2 separate regions of the Mus musculus genome follow, and region 2 is linked to region 1. The links are chromatin contacts, called in public HiChIP or PLAC-seq maps. All regions are on one chromosome and are shown on one strand. The core of a region is the stretch at or near the end of the contact, and the rest is flanking DNA. Distances in the headings are between cores, read along the strand shown.

Region 1 (6,759 bases), core at 1,654-4,153:
GCTGGGAAAGAACCCTGCTAGGCTCAGTGGACTTTGAGTCATGAGAGGACTTGGTGTGTGTGCCGATGGTTCCGCGATGGGTCCCATTGCTGGGAATGGGTAGCCGGGTTCCTTGGTCCACCCGGCTAGTTATTGGGAGGAGTCATGCCTTCTCAGGTGTCAATGAGCAGGCTCACCACTGAGCGGATTTTGCAGGCAAACCATCGCCTGAGGGGACAAAAGTATTGATAGTGGAATTGTTCAAACTCGGGGGTCTGGCGGATATCTCGGAAAAAAGCAACGTCAAGGTCAGACTCAGTAAGGATGATCAGGAGGAGGAGCAAAACAAAGAGGAGTCCCATGGTCACAAGGAGCAAACGGAGAACACTTAAAACAAACTTATTCACCTGTTCTTGCTCTGACCCGCCGTGCCCCTGACACAGGGCCCTCAGCTCTCCTCCCAGGGCCTCCGCCTCTGTCGCAGTCGGGGTGCTGGCCTCCGACTCCTTCTCCTCCTCAATGCTGCACGTGGCCCCGTTGATCTGCCGGGAGAGCAGCATCAGCTCCAGGCTGTGCTCGGCTACAGGGGTGGGCAGCACACTGTCTGCGGGGCTGTAGGCCTCATCCGCTATCACAGCGACACGTTCATTGCTGTCTGCCCGGCTGCTTCTCACGTGAGGCAGGAAGGTGTCCCCATGGGAAGAGGACCGCACTGGGGTGGAATGGGCACTGTCTCGTAGCGACTCAAGGCCTGGAAAGGCGAAAAGCACAGGAATTAGCTTTCCGGGTCACAACATTCTTTCCTATCCAGTGGCGTCAGCTCAGGTCCTTAGGTGGCTGCTTATGCTCCACGGTACAGCAGCAGTAGCTGTGGACTCCATATGCAGACATCAAGAACAGGGCAAAAGAAGTACCCAGTGGACATTTTAAAAAAATGTTTAAAGTTTTCATTTGTGTCTTTCAACAACTCCATAAAGTGGAGGGGGTGAATAGTTAGAAGTCATGTGGCTCAAGGCAGAACTGCGGATGGAATCCAAGCCTGTGACTCACAGTGGGGGTCTATGGGATGCAGGGCACATAAGTAAGTCTGCAGCCTGCACCTGCCTTGGGACTCAGGCACCCAAGGAACTTGGGATTAAGAGCCGTTGCCCCAGAACTCTGGATGCTTTGGCTTCTCTGTATTTCCTGATGCGGCCGCTGGCACGCATGACAGAAATACTTTCTGCGTCACTGATGAAACAGAACTCTTTAAGCCCTGTCTGTGGCCTGATCCTGGCACATGACACCCTCTAAAAGGCCTGTCCCCTCACATGGACATCTATGACAGCCAGATCTCCCAAGTATGACCAGCTTTGGTGCCAGCAGCCACTTCAGTACAAAATATCTTGGCTTGTGATTAATCCCTAAGCTGGCTGAGGAAGGAGAGTGAGGCTGACATCAGGACATCGAGTCAGAAGCTATGGCACCTACTAAGCTGTCCGTGAGCTCAGCAGACAGGAGGATGGGCAGACAGGCATTTCTAGTAGAATGCCTGACCACCACAGTTGTTCACCAAGCATGTTAATGTTCTGTCCTCTCAACAGAAGACTGCTTTAAGGTCATTCAATATCAGGCCAGTCCTGAACAAGAAAATGTAGCCAGCACCCCTCCCCATTTCTCCACCCTCTCCCTTTTCCCTCCCTCCCTCCATCTCAAAACCTTTTTATGGATCCATTTTTATCTCTTGTTGTATATGAAATGTATCTCATTCAAAATGTTATGTATCCTTAAATTATCCAGAAATATCACCATAAACCTTTAGTATTGATTATGGAGTAACATCCCACTTTAAACGGTTTGTCTTGTATTTTAAATCAAATACATGGCTTTTGGGGTTTTTTTTGTAAGTTATCATTTAGAAGATTAGGTTCCATTATGGCAATTCTGAACAATCTCTTGCTGCCCCTCCCCCACCCTGCTCCCCTGAACTGCCCCACCCCAGTACCCCTTTTTGTTGCCCTTCCCCCACCCTGCTCCCCTGCTCCCTGAACTGTCCCACCCCAGCACCCTTTTGTGCAATTTCATAGCACACTGTATTCTCTTTTCTCAAAATGGCTCATTTGTTTTTCAAAGGCGCCATCTCTTGAGTCCTGCTTTGGCTTTAACTCACTGAGTAGTCAAAGATGACACTGAACTCCAATCCCCCTGCCATCACCAAACGCTGGGAATACAGATGTATGCAACCAAGCTTTATCAAACTCAGAGCCTCGTGCATGTTACCCAAGCATTCTCCCAACTGAGCGACATTCCTAACCCCTCATCACCCCATGGTCTCCTTTCTGGTTTTAGGACCACTCTCACATATGTCAAGATTAAAAGGTAGTATCTGCATGGGAGAAAACACGTAGTATTTGTCTTGAGTCTGAGTTACCTCCCTTAATGGTGTCCAGATATGTCCATTTTCTACAAGTTTTCATATTTCAGAAGATTCATCTGCTATAGGAACCACCATTCACCCTGCCCCTCCTCAGACCCATTAGTCTCCGGGCGCTGGGGCAAAGTGGCACAGGTGTATTTACCTTTGAGGTGATCTAGCTGATGCCTCTGTCCAGAAGTGGCTCCCAGTGGGCCAGGGGGGACAGTTGTTAGGACCCTACACTGAAGCCGGGGTCCCATCCTCAGGATGCGGACGCTTAGGGTCCGAAGGCAGTGGTTAGTCAGCCGGAGCTGGACACGGACTCTGGTCTGAATCTTAATTAGACTCTTTCCCATGGCAGGCCAGGACGGCAGTTCCTTCTTCAAGGGACACCAGCCAGGCCCAGGAGGTACGGAGAGGAAATAGCCAGCTAGGTACAAAGAATCTCCACCCCCCAGGCCGTGGCAGCAGTGCCCTCCACCTGGACAGAGTGCTGACTCTCCAGAGCCTTATGTCAGGCTGAGCTGGAAGGAGGGAGAAGCGTGGAGAGCAGAGGCTATCCTTATCAGGGGACTGGAATAGGCCAGAAGTGCTTACATCCATAAAAAGCAATGCTTGCCAGCCTGCAGCTCATTCCCCGAGGCCCCGCGTGGCCCCGGCTCTCAGAGGGAAGGGGAAAGGCCGTGGACCAACTACAACTGTCCCAGAAAATAGGCTCTGAAGCCACAGGCAGGCTTTATCTAGGCCATGTGCACTGAAGTCACACAGGAACTGAGGAAGAAGTGGCTCCAGGGCTGGGAGTGAGCTGTGTCTGTCCATGTCCGACTGTCCTACAACCCACTTGGCTGAGCTCCACATTCTGTCCAGACACAGTGGGTAAAGGAAACTGACATTCCCCAGTGTCCTCTGGGCCTCCAAGACTGTTTTAAAAGTGTCCCTGTTTGTGGGGATTTTGTGCTTCATTCAAACTGTAATGCTGTGTTGTTGTTGTTTTTGTATTCCCCCCTCCCCCATTTTTAGAAAGCAAATGAAGCTTTTCTAGAAAAGTCAGAAGGCTTCTGTGATGTGCCTTCAAATGAGCTGACTTCACAGCCAAAAGCGTGTTCTTTGGGGTTTCGTTTGTGCCTTTTGAAGGCCCTGGTTCCATCCCTCATGGCTCCTCCCTACAGTCGGCTGTGCTCGTTAGCAGCACTTCACCACAGTTGCAAAAGGCCAGGCGGGAGGGCTTCTTCTTCTTCTTCTTCTTCTTCTTCTTCTTTTTTTTTTTTTTTTTTTTGGTTTTTTTCAAGACAGGGTTTCTCTGTAGCCCTGGCTGTCCTGGAACTCACTCTGTAGACCAGGCTGGCCTTGAACTCAGAAATCCTCCTGCCTCTGCCTCCCAAGTGCTGGGATTAAAGGCGTGCGCCATTACTGCCTAGCAGGGCTTCTCTTTAAAGTGCTGTACCTCACACTCAATCTCAGGATTTGGGAGGCTGAGGTGGGAGGGCTGCCTGTGCTACAGCGTGAAGCTTTGCCACCTCACCCTCACCCTCACCCTCACCCTCACCCTCACCAAAAGCAATGCATGTGCATTAGCATCCTTGTCAGTTGCCGAGCAGGCAGAGAGAGGCTCCTCTTTACAAATGAAGCAACCACCGGCCTTGGTGGTATCCGCCTATCCAGGTTTCTCCTTGGAGTTCTGTGTCAGCCATAAGTGAATAATACAAACCAGAGACCCTCCCACAGAATGATACTCATCCCTACCTGAGCAGTTCTGTGTGTGAGATGAGGTCTTGCTATGTACTTTATGCTGACCTTTAACTCCTGCCTCAGCTTCCTCTGCCTCCGAGTACTGATCGCCGCCACATCATTGCTAGGGACTAAACACTCCGCTGTGTCCCCACCTTTGTATAGAACCTCTACCTCCCACTGGGCTCTTACCCAAGAGACTGCTGTTATCTCTAAAGCAAATAGGATTTTTTCGAGTCTCTGGTCTGAGTGAGATTGTCTCCCAGAGTCTTGGGTGTTTGAGCACTTGGTGCCCAGTTGGCAGTGCTGAGGTGGTTTAGGATCTGGAGGAAGCACACCACTTGGGCTTCACTTCACTTCAGGCTCTCTCTCTACCGTGTGCTTGTTTGAAGATGCTAGCGCCCAGCTCTGTTCCACTGCTAAGCCAGCTAAGGCTGCCCTGCCTCTCCGCCGTGATATGCTTTGTGTTTTCAAGACAGGGTTTCTCTGTAACTCTGGCTGTCCTGGAACTCACTCGGTAGACGAGGCTGGCCTCGAACTCAGAGATCAGCCTGCCTCAGCCTCCTGGGATTAAAGGCCTGTGCCTGGCTCAAAATAAACTTTCCTACATACATTGTCTTGGTCCTGGAATTGTATCACAGCAGCAGAAAGTAACTAATACAGCCCCTGGGGAGGAACTTAGCCTCCTTACAGTGCTCAGACACCGGCGTCATTTCCAGGAGCGCACACTCACCTTCCATGATAGAGATGTGCACAGCTCTTCTTCGTGTCCTGGGGACGCTGCTCAGTCGTGGGCCATGGGTTATAGAAGGACAGCTGCGGCTAGGGACCATCCCTGCTCTGAGATGAAACGGAGAGAGAACCACTTAGTGCACAGAGAGGGGTGCCTAGATATTTAACAAATTCTCTTAACCGTGGTCCCCGAGTCTCAGAGATTCTGTTAGATTCCTTCACTTCTTTTCACGGGACACCCAGCCTTTCTGCAGTGTGTCTTGGGGGGCAGACAGGACTGGTAGGGAATAGAGCCCTAGAATGAGACAAGCTCCTAAAATGTCTGAAAATGGTACCGGCACTTTCCCTAGTTCCCGTAGGCTGCTTAGGAGAGGCTGTGTTGAAGGGAAGGTAATAATTTCCCGTTTCCAGAAGTACAGGCTGGTGGGCAAATAGATCCTAGATTTCTCAGCCAGTCTGTGTGAGTCTACCGGGCTTGGGGGAGGCAGGCTTCTAGAAATGCATGGTTTGTAGACATACATGACATGGTCCTGAGGTCATTTGAGGCTTTCTGTAATGAACAGCCAAGTGTCTTCAGTTTGCCACATCTTTAGAGCTGCAGCTCAGCTCGGATGCACTGTCTGCTGTGCCTTGTCTTTCCTTATGCTGTTACAGGCTGTATGCGGCTCCTGAGTCCGAGCTCACTTGGGTCACTTCCCTCTCCTGCCCTCTGCCTCCTCTGTTGTATCTGTTTGGCCAGAAGCTTCATGGGCTTGGCTTGCTGGCTCATTTGAGCTTCTGGGATCTGAGTTAGAGTGGGCTGGGAAGTGCCCGACAGACAGCCTACCTACCTGTGTATTTCTGGGATCTGAGTTGGAGTTGGTTTGGAAGTGCCCCACAGCCTATCTACCTGTGTGGTTGGGAAGCGCCCGACAGACAGCTTACCTACCTGTGTATTTCTGGCGGCTCCCGTTTGATCTTGGCACTGGACTCCATTACTTCCTTTGCGACCCGGCCACTGTCAAGTGGTAAAATAAAAACAAACAGCAAGAAAGGCAGTAATGAGAACCAGGCTCCAAGATTGCAGGTGCTCGGGCTGAGTCAAGAAATAGCCTCTGGCCCATCCATCCCCCAAGGCTTCAGTCTCTGTGGAAAGCTTTCTCGATGGGGCAGAGCTCTGGCACATCACAGTGGCTTAACTCAGCTCTTCTTTGCTAGAGTCTCTGGGACCCTCTCCCCTCCACCCCCCTTTTTGAGACGGGATCTCATTATGTAGTCTTGGCTGTCCTGGAGCTCACTGTGTAGACCGGGTTGGCCTCGAACTCATAGAGATCTGCCTGCCTCTGACTCTGCTGGGATTAAAGACATCACCCACCACCCATGCCTAGTTCCATTCTTAATTGGGAAGGTTTCCTCTAGTTTCTATGAATCACCAGGAAAAAAAATCCAAAAGCTCTCAGAGAGGGGACACACAGAGAGCTTGCACAGTTCTCGGTTTGCTCCTGCTACTGTGATGGCTGACTCCGAGATAATGTTACAGTTAGAAATGGCAGGTTTGTGAAGGAGACCCCCAAGCTCCAGCAAGCTCCAGCTCAGCTCACACTACACAGCCCCGGGAGGCTCTGAGCCGTTAGACACCCCAAGCTATGCTTTGTTTTAATTACTGTGCTTAAAAGATCTATAAAACAAAAGTTCCTCTAACCAGTAAGCCCCAGCTGCCCAAGGACAAATAACTTCCTGGAAGGCTGGGTGGGGGCCGTTCATATAATCTAACAACCACTCCAATATTTTTACTTCTGTAAACAAGCTCAGTTGCCCCAACTACACCGAGCGTACTTGATCACATGTGTGCAGGAGGCGCACAGGGAGCATGCAGTCTTGTGAGGTCTGCCTTTATAAGCCCCTGTCTAATAGAATGTGGCACCATGCTCTGGGAATCCCGGGTA
Region 2 (6,759 bases), core at 1,731-4,230, 280 kb after region 1:
AAAGGTATATTTATATAAATCTTTCCTTATTTATATCTTTAATGTGTCTCTGTATGAATGTATGCCACATATGAACAGGTACCCACGGAGGCCAGAAGGAGATGTTGGATCCTCCAGAGCAGGCATTATGGGGGTTAGGAGCGTCAAATGTGGGTGCTGGGAACCTAACTTTGGTCCTTTTAAAGAACAGCAAGTGCTCTTAAACATTGAAGCATCTCTTCATTCCTATAAAAAATAATATTTTTTAAAGGCATGTAGATTCTACCAATTAACTTAGGATCTAAGAGGTAGAGTTGGATATCACTCATTTATAAAACCTCCTAGGAGACCTAAGTGAAATACCAGAGGTAATACTGAAAGGAAATAAAACTTGAGACCTGTGATTCATAAGAGTTGTTTGTGAGCTTTGAAACCTGGGGCTGAGAACATAGCAGAACAGACCAGGACATGCCCACCCCTAGCTTCCAAGCCTCGTGGTCGAATCCACTGTCTCCTGTGTGAGATACGTTTCGACCCGGAGCTCCGCCATTAAAAAAACCTTGTGTTGTTACATCAAGGTGTTGTGTTCTATTCGTGATTCTTGGGTGCACGCCGAATCGGGAGCTGAGTGGGGGTTTCCCCACTAGGTTCTTTCAACACCCCCTAATACCAGATTAGACTTAAAGATAACCTGATCATCTAGATCAATGCTGATCTCTATTTCACTATTATCCCATAAAGGAGCCTGTTTAGACTTTGGTCCTTCCTCTCCCCACCCCAAGAGTTGAATGCAGATGTGTATCTGGTTATGTAGGGTACAAATAACTGTGTTTTACACATATATAAAGATATGGCTTTCACCCTCTCTGGAGCAATTTTTCCCCACGGGAGTTCTAGCAAGCCCACTTACAATGAATGTCTGCTTGAACTGCACTGACAACCCCCACATCAGCAGTTTAGAACACAGAAGTTTACATTTCACCTGCACAGCATCTGCACTGATCAGCAGAGTTATTCTGAGTCATCTTCTAGACAGCTGGGTCATTACCTAGACGGAAAGAACAGAGGGGAGGGAGTGGGGGCCAGGGAAATGGCAGGGGCAAGCTTGGACTGGATAGCCAAACACTGACTCAAAAAACAAACAACCCACAAGAGAGGACCCTTCCTCTCCAGCTTCTGCCTCAAGGCCCTCCAGAGGTGCCACCTACCTTTCAAGGAACAAAACAAGTCACATGATACAAGCAGAGCTTAATAAGATGGGTATCAGTTTCTAGACCAGTGATTTTCAACCTTTCTAATACTCTGGCCTTTTACTACAGTTCTGTGGTTCTGCCCTGGGCTTCCTCCCTCAGGGTGTCCAGGCGCTGCTGCTGCACAATGGGAAGGAAAGGATGAAGCCGAGCGGGGGTGGGGGTAGGGGGGTGGATGAATGAATGGGCAGGATCTTGGTCCACCTGTGCAGAATGGCGAGCATTCTCTGAGGATTTCAGTGTTACAACTCTCTCAGACAACATTCATGTGCATGTATTTTACTTGGGGTGAACAAGGACTATATGAACCTTGGAGAGTGGGAAGGGATTTTTGGTGAACATACACTGACTGAGGCTTAAGGTACTGGGAATGCCTTATTTGCATGGAGAGGCACCCCAGGTGCTTGCCAGGCAGGTTCTTATTGGGAGAAAGGGAGTTGAACCTGCAATTTTGCCAAGGACTACTTGGCACTCCTCAAGTAGAAGATGTGGGGGTTGGGCTCCCCAGATAAGGTCAGATGGAGAAGAGGGAGCCCTACTAGAAAAAGAAGACCCCTGGGCTGGAGAGATGGCTCAGTGGTTAAGAGCACTGACTGCTCTTCCAGAGGTCCTGAGTTCAGTTCCCAGCAGCCACATGTGGCTCATAACCATCTGTAATGGGATCTGATGCCCTCTTCTGGTGTGTCTGAAGAGAGCTACAGTGTAGTCATATAAAATAAATAACTAAATCTTAAAACAAAAAAGAAGTCCTCCATTTTGCACCTAGCCCAGGGAACTGCACAGTCATGGTCCACTATGACCTTAGTAGTAACAGGGTTTTCCAAAATAGTTCCTCGTGGTGTGGTGGCCCCCCAACCCTAAAATTATTTTCATTGCTATTCATAACTGTAATCTTTCTACTGTTATGAATCATAACATAAATATCTGTTTTTTCCTACGGTCTTAGGCAACCCCTGTGAAGGGTCATTTCACCTCCGAAAGGGTTGTGACCCACAGGTTGAGAGCAACTGTTCTAGTCATTAGTGAACAGTCTAAAGAATCGGCAATCTTCTCACGTGTGTGCACTGTGATTTTAAGAGACATAATATCAGTGGCTAAGAGCAGTATTGCTCTGCAGAGGTCCTGAGTTCATATTCTGATACCTATATCAGCTGATTCACAACTTCCTCCTACTGAGGCTCCAACTGGCTTCTGAGAAAACCTGCACTCATGTGCATGAGTGTACACTTATACAGACGTGTTGTGTGTGTGCAGGTGACTTTGGAAGCTAGAAGACAGAGTTGGGTCCTCTGAAGCTGGAATTTTCTGATGTGTGTGCTGGGAACCAAACTCCAGTTTGTTGCAAGAGAAGCATACACTCTTAACCACTAAGCCATCTATCTCTCCAGCCCAGAATTTTTGTTTTGTTTAAAGAAATAAGTCAGGAAAGGAACTTTAAGACATAGAATAAATTTAAAGAAAAATAAGTATTTTAGCATAAATTGATATGACTCAAAATATTCAATATGATTTTTTTAGATTCTTGTGTTAATTTATTACAAAAACTGTGTTGAGGAACTAGGAAGATGACTTAGACACACCACACACACACACACACACACACACACATATATGCATGGACATGGACATATGTGGGAGATCCAATCATGGTCTCACAGCTCCTCCAGGAAAGGACAATATGGAAAGGGAAGGCCTTTGCTGCCTGCCCTGCATCTACCACACCAGTGGTAGAACACGTGCTGAGCATGCACCAGGTCAGGTCCAGGACCACAATCAATCAAACAAGATCCTATAGGAAGAAAGGGAGGAGGGGGGAAGGAAATGAAAGGAAGAGGGGAAAAAGAAAAGGAAAAAGGAGGAGAGAGAAAGCAGACATTCTTTAGCAGGGGACCAGTTTGTTGTGACTATGTGACAGACGGATACACATTTTCACAAAGCCAGGCCTCAGGTCTTTCAGGACTTCCAGGGAGACAGGTGATGGATGGGTCTCAGGGTTGCTCATCCCACTGCTTCCATGACTCTGTCCTTGACCTGTTTCCTAAAGTCTCTCTCCATAGACACAGCTCTGCGGTCCTGTTTCCCTTCATGAGTTAGGCGTCTGGCTTTGGCCTGGCATTTCAATACCAGGAACTGATTGTGACGCCAGGATGACAGCTTAAATCTTCATCTGTGACCCCAACAATCAAGGACAGCGAGGGCCTTGGGGAGAGGTTGCCGAGGAATGAGCAATGCTGCCATCTTGTGGAAGACAGGAGTTAAGTTCTTTGAGGAGGTCATGGCTAACAATGACTAACAAAAAATGGCTAAAAAAAAAAAAAAAAAAAGAACTTCAAGGAGTAAGGATTGCAGTAGGGCCCTGAAATTTACTTATCATGTAACTTGTGTGGTTTGACTTTCTGTAACTTTTAAGAGTGGATCTCATTTTAAATAAGTTTATTCCACTAATAAATTAAATCTGAAAGAGAACACCCCCCACACACTCAAGGTATTTAAGACATCTGATTATATTAACATTTGTCATGGCTCTCTACCAGGAACTAGCTGAATAATTTTCATAATTCAAATTTGTTTTCTTGTAGGTAAAATGTGGGCTATGATGATACTTAAATGGTAATTCTTCCTCTATTATCTTTCTATTGAATTTACCAAACCTTTATCGGCTATAGGAACTCTCATTCATCTCTTATATAGATAACCACACAACAGAAAGTAAATGGGGAGCTTTAGTCAGTGAAGTGAGGCAGGGTTGCAGAGCATAGTGGTGTCCTCCGGACACAACAGGACAGATGCAGTCATGAACTCACAGTGGCTGTTCTTGCCTGCACAAAAGTTGGGGAAATGGATTAGTGATTAAGGGCCCTTATTACTTTCCCAGAAGCCCATGTCGATTCTCAGCACATGGTGGCTCTCAGATATAAGTCCAGTTCCAGGAGATGAATAGCCTCTCTGACATCTGTGGTGGCATCAGGCACACACATGGTCCAGACAACAGGCAACAAACACATAAAATTAAAAACTAAATAAACCCAATTTTCAAAAATGTTAAAGATCTACACTGTAGCAATATCCAATTAAATCTACTCAAATTGATCCTGGAGGGCTTTTCTTGCTAACCACTCCAATGTTCTGGGTTCCAGAATGAAAGACACATATACAGAGCCTATATACATATACATATATATTTTTGTTTTGGTTTGGTTTTTTGTTTTTGTTTTGTTTTTGTTTTTGTTTTTTTGAGACAGGGTTTCTCTGTGTAGCCCCTGGCTGTCCTGGATCTCACTCTGTAGACCAGGCTGGTCTTGAAGTCAGAAATCCGCCTGCCTCTGCCTCCCAAGTGCTGGGATTAAAGGTGTGCGCCACCACCGCCGGGCTTATATTTTTATATGCCTTAAACAGCTCAATGACTGGGCTACTTCCTAACCTCCATGTGCCTAATCCACCACCCCCCATATTCTCAAGTTATTACTTGCTGCAGGATTTTCCCTGTCCAATTACATTAGTGCAGAATGGGGTCTGTGATTGGACAGGGAAAAGGGAGGCGGGGCTAAGAGTTGGGGAGAGAGAGAGAGAGAGAGAGAGAGAGAGAGAGAGAGAGAGAGAGAGAGAGAGAGAGAGAGAGAGAGAGAGAGAGAGAAAAGAAGAAGGAGGAGGAGGAGGAGGAGAGGAGGGGGAGAGGGAAGAGAGAGAGAGAAAGAAGAGGAGGAGGAGGGGGGAAGAGGGGAGAGAGAGAGAGAGAGAGAGCATCTCAGGATAGAAGGTGGAGGAGGAGGAGGAAGATGATGGCTGGGGATGTGAACCCATGTGGCATTTACCAGCCACAAATAGTTGTGGTATCGTACGGTTAGATTAATTGGAATAAAGCTTCTATCATCAATTGGCTCTGAAATTATTGTATTGGCATCTTGTAAATTGTAATATTATTGATACATAAATCTGATTGGTTAATTAAGCTTTAAGTGTCTTGATTCTACCAGTTACTGGGTATTGTGATAAGCAGCCTCGAGGTTGGCGGTTCCATTTAGTTACTGGAATGTGGGATCGCCGACTACATGGGTTTATGGCTGAGGAAGAACTAGGGATGCCAGGGACAAGCGAACAAGAGCTGAGAACACAGCTATCAGGCACAGTGGAGGCTAGCTGGAGAGAGTTGCCAGCAGTGGCACCCTCGGAGAGCCATCGCGGTTCGGTTTTCTAAAATATTTCCTGCAACAATTACTTACTAAAATCTATATTCCATCTTTGCTGCCCTAGACCCAGATGTGCAGCCGTTATGGGCTTCGATCCTCAGCTCCTATTTGGCGGCTATTCTCTCTGTCCCGCACCTCTCAGGCATGGCGTCTCTCCCCTCCCCTCCCCTCCCCTCCCCTCCCCTCCCCTCCCCTCCCCTCCCCTCCCCTTCCCTCCTGATGGATCCTTCCTCTGTCCCTTGCATGGAAATCCTAAAAGTCCCACCTTTTTTCTCCCTGAGTCTCACTCTGGAAGTGCAGATTCTCAGTGCAACTTTGGGGACCCAGATTAACATAATACAAGCAGCACCTGACCAAACCCACAACACTGCACAATGCCAAGCCAGTCGACATTCTAGCATGGAGAGGGGAGGGATCGTGAAACACATTCCCTGAGGAGCTTCTGACTGCCAATGGCTCCTGGGAGAGGGAGAGTCAATTTTATTTAAGGAAGTGGTCCATCTGCTCCAGTGGTTGTCCGCACACAAGAGTATGAGTAACTCAAATTAAACTCAATGGGAGAAGAAGAGGAGGAGAAGGTAGAGGAGGAGGAGGGAGAGGAAGAGGAGGAGGGAAGGAGAAGAAGAAGGAGAAGAGGAGGCTGGGGCATAACTCTGGGAAGAGTTATGGAGAGCAGTCGAGGATAAATATGTTCAAAATAAATTGTATGAAATCTATAAGAATTAATAACAGTATTTTTAAAAAGCAAGGTCGGTTCATTCCAATCCCATAGTTATTCTGTGTTAATAGGATTTAAAAATTTTTATGTGTATAAGTGGTTTCCCCCAAACATACATCTGTGCATCTCTTGCATTCTGGTATCCATGGACAGGATGTCAGAACCGTTGGAGCATAATTTAAAGTGACAAGGCCAATCAGTGGTCCTCAGTTTCCACATACTGAAGGCTAGGCGAAGAATTGCATCTTATGCGTGGACTGTTCCCTTTACTTGTATATGACTAGAGACTAGACTAGACTAATGAACTCACGTGAGATAATTAGACATAATGACTGGAGTAAATACATACTATCCCAGCTAATTTTTGTCAACTTGACACAGTTCGAGTCAAAGAAGAACCTCAATTGGAGAAATTCCCCTGTTATATTGCCTTAGGCAAGCTTGTGAGATATTTTCTTGATTGCTAATTGATAGAGGAGGGGCCAGCCCACTGGGGTCAGTGGCACTCCTGGGCAGGTGGTTGTGGGTGCTATAATAACACAGGCAGAACAAGGAATGAGGAGCAAGCCAGTAAACTGCACCCCTCATGGCTGCTCTCTGGATCAGTCCTGTCCTCTGAGACCCT

The links. HiChIP or PLAC-seq counts read pairs in DNA pulled down with a chosen protein or histone mark.
Region 2: a contact with region 1 is called in an H3K27ac HiChIP or PLAC-seq map of heart atrium, with 9 times the contacts expected there. The contact joins two enhancer-like sites. A contact is called at or near these places in 7 of 39 promoter capture datasets (the 3T3-L1 cell line, the HPC-7 cell line, HPC-7-derived erythroid cells and 2 more), 1 of 15 datasets of contacts at CTCF or cohesin (the NIH/3T3 cell line), 74 of 484 Hi-C or Micro-C datasets (the 3T3-L1 cell line, 3T3-L1-derived adipocytes, the AML12 cell line and 44 more), 7 of 115 datasets of contacts at active chromatin or transcription factors (T-cell acute lymphoblastic leukemia, embryonic basal ganglia, embryonic stem cells and 2 more) and 4 of 9 other capture datasets (adipose tissue, embryonic stem cells, liver and 1 more).

Annotation. Positions count from the first base shown.
Region 1 is chr2:121,548,503-121,555,261 of GRCm38.p6, forward strand. It overlaps Frmd5 (FERM domain containing 5), which reads right to left. Exons shown (of 14, transcript NM_001360084.1): 12 at 5,763-5,831; 13 at 4,836-4,942; 14 at 1-730. The coding sequence ends at 153. Among named protein-coding and RNA genes, the nearest start is that of Wdr76, 45 kb to the left of the region's middle. Within about 2 kb of position 2,904, at least 18 of the 459 cell types and tissues checked have an H3K27ac peak or open chromatin away from gene starts, as enhancers often do. A contact at or near this core is called in heart atrium, where this site is marked.
Region 2 is chr2:121,829,306-121,836,064 of GRCm38.p6, forward strand. No RefSeq gene overlaps it. Among named protein-coding and RNA genes, the nearest start is that of Frmd5, 26 kb to the left of the region's middle. Within about 2 kb of position 2,981, at least 16 of the 459 cell types and tissues checked have an H3K27ac peak or open chromatin away from gene starts, as enhancers often do. A contact at or near this core is called in heart atrium, where this site is marked.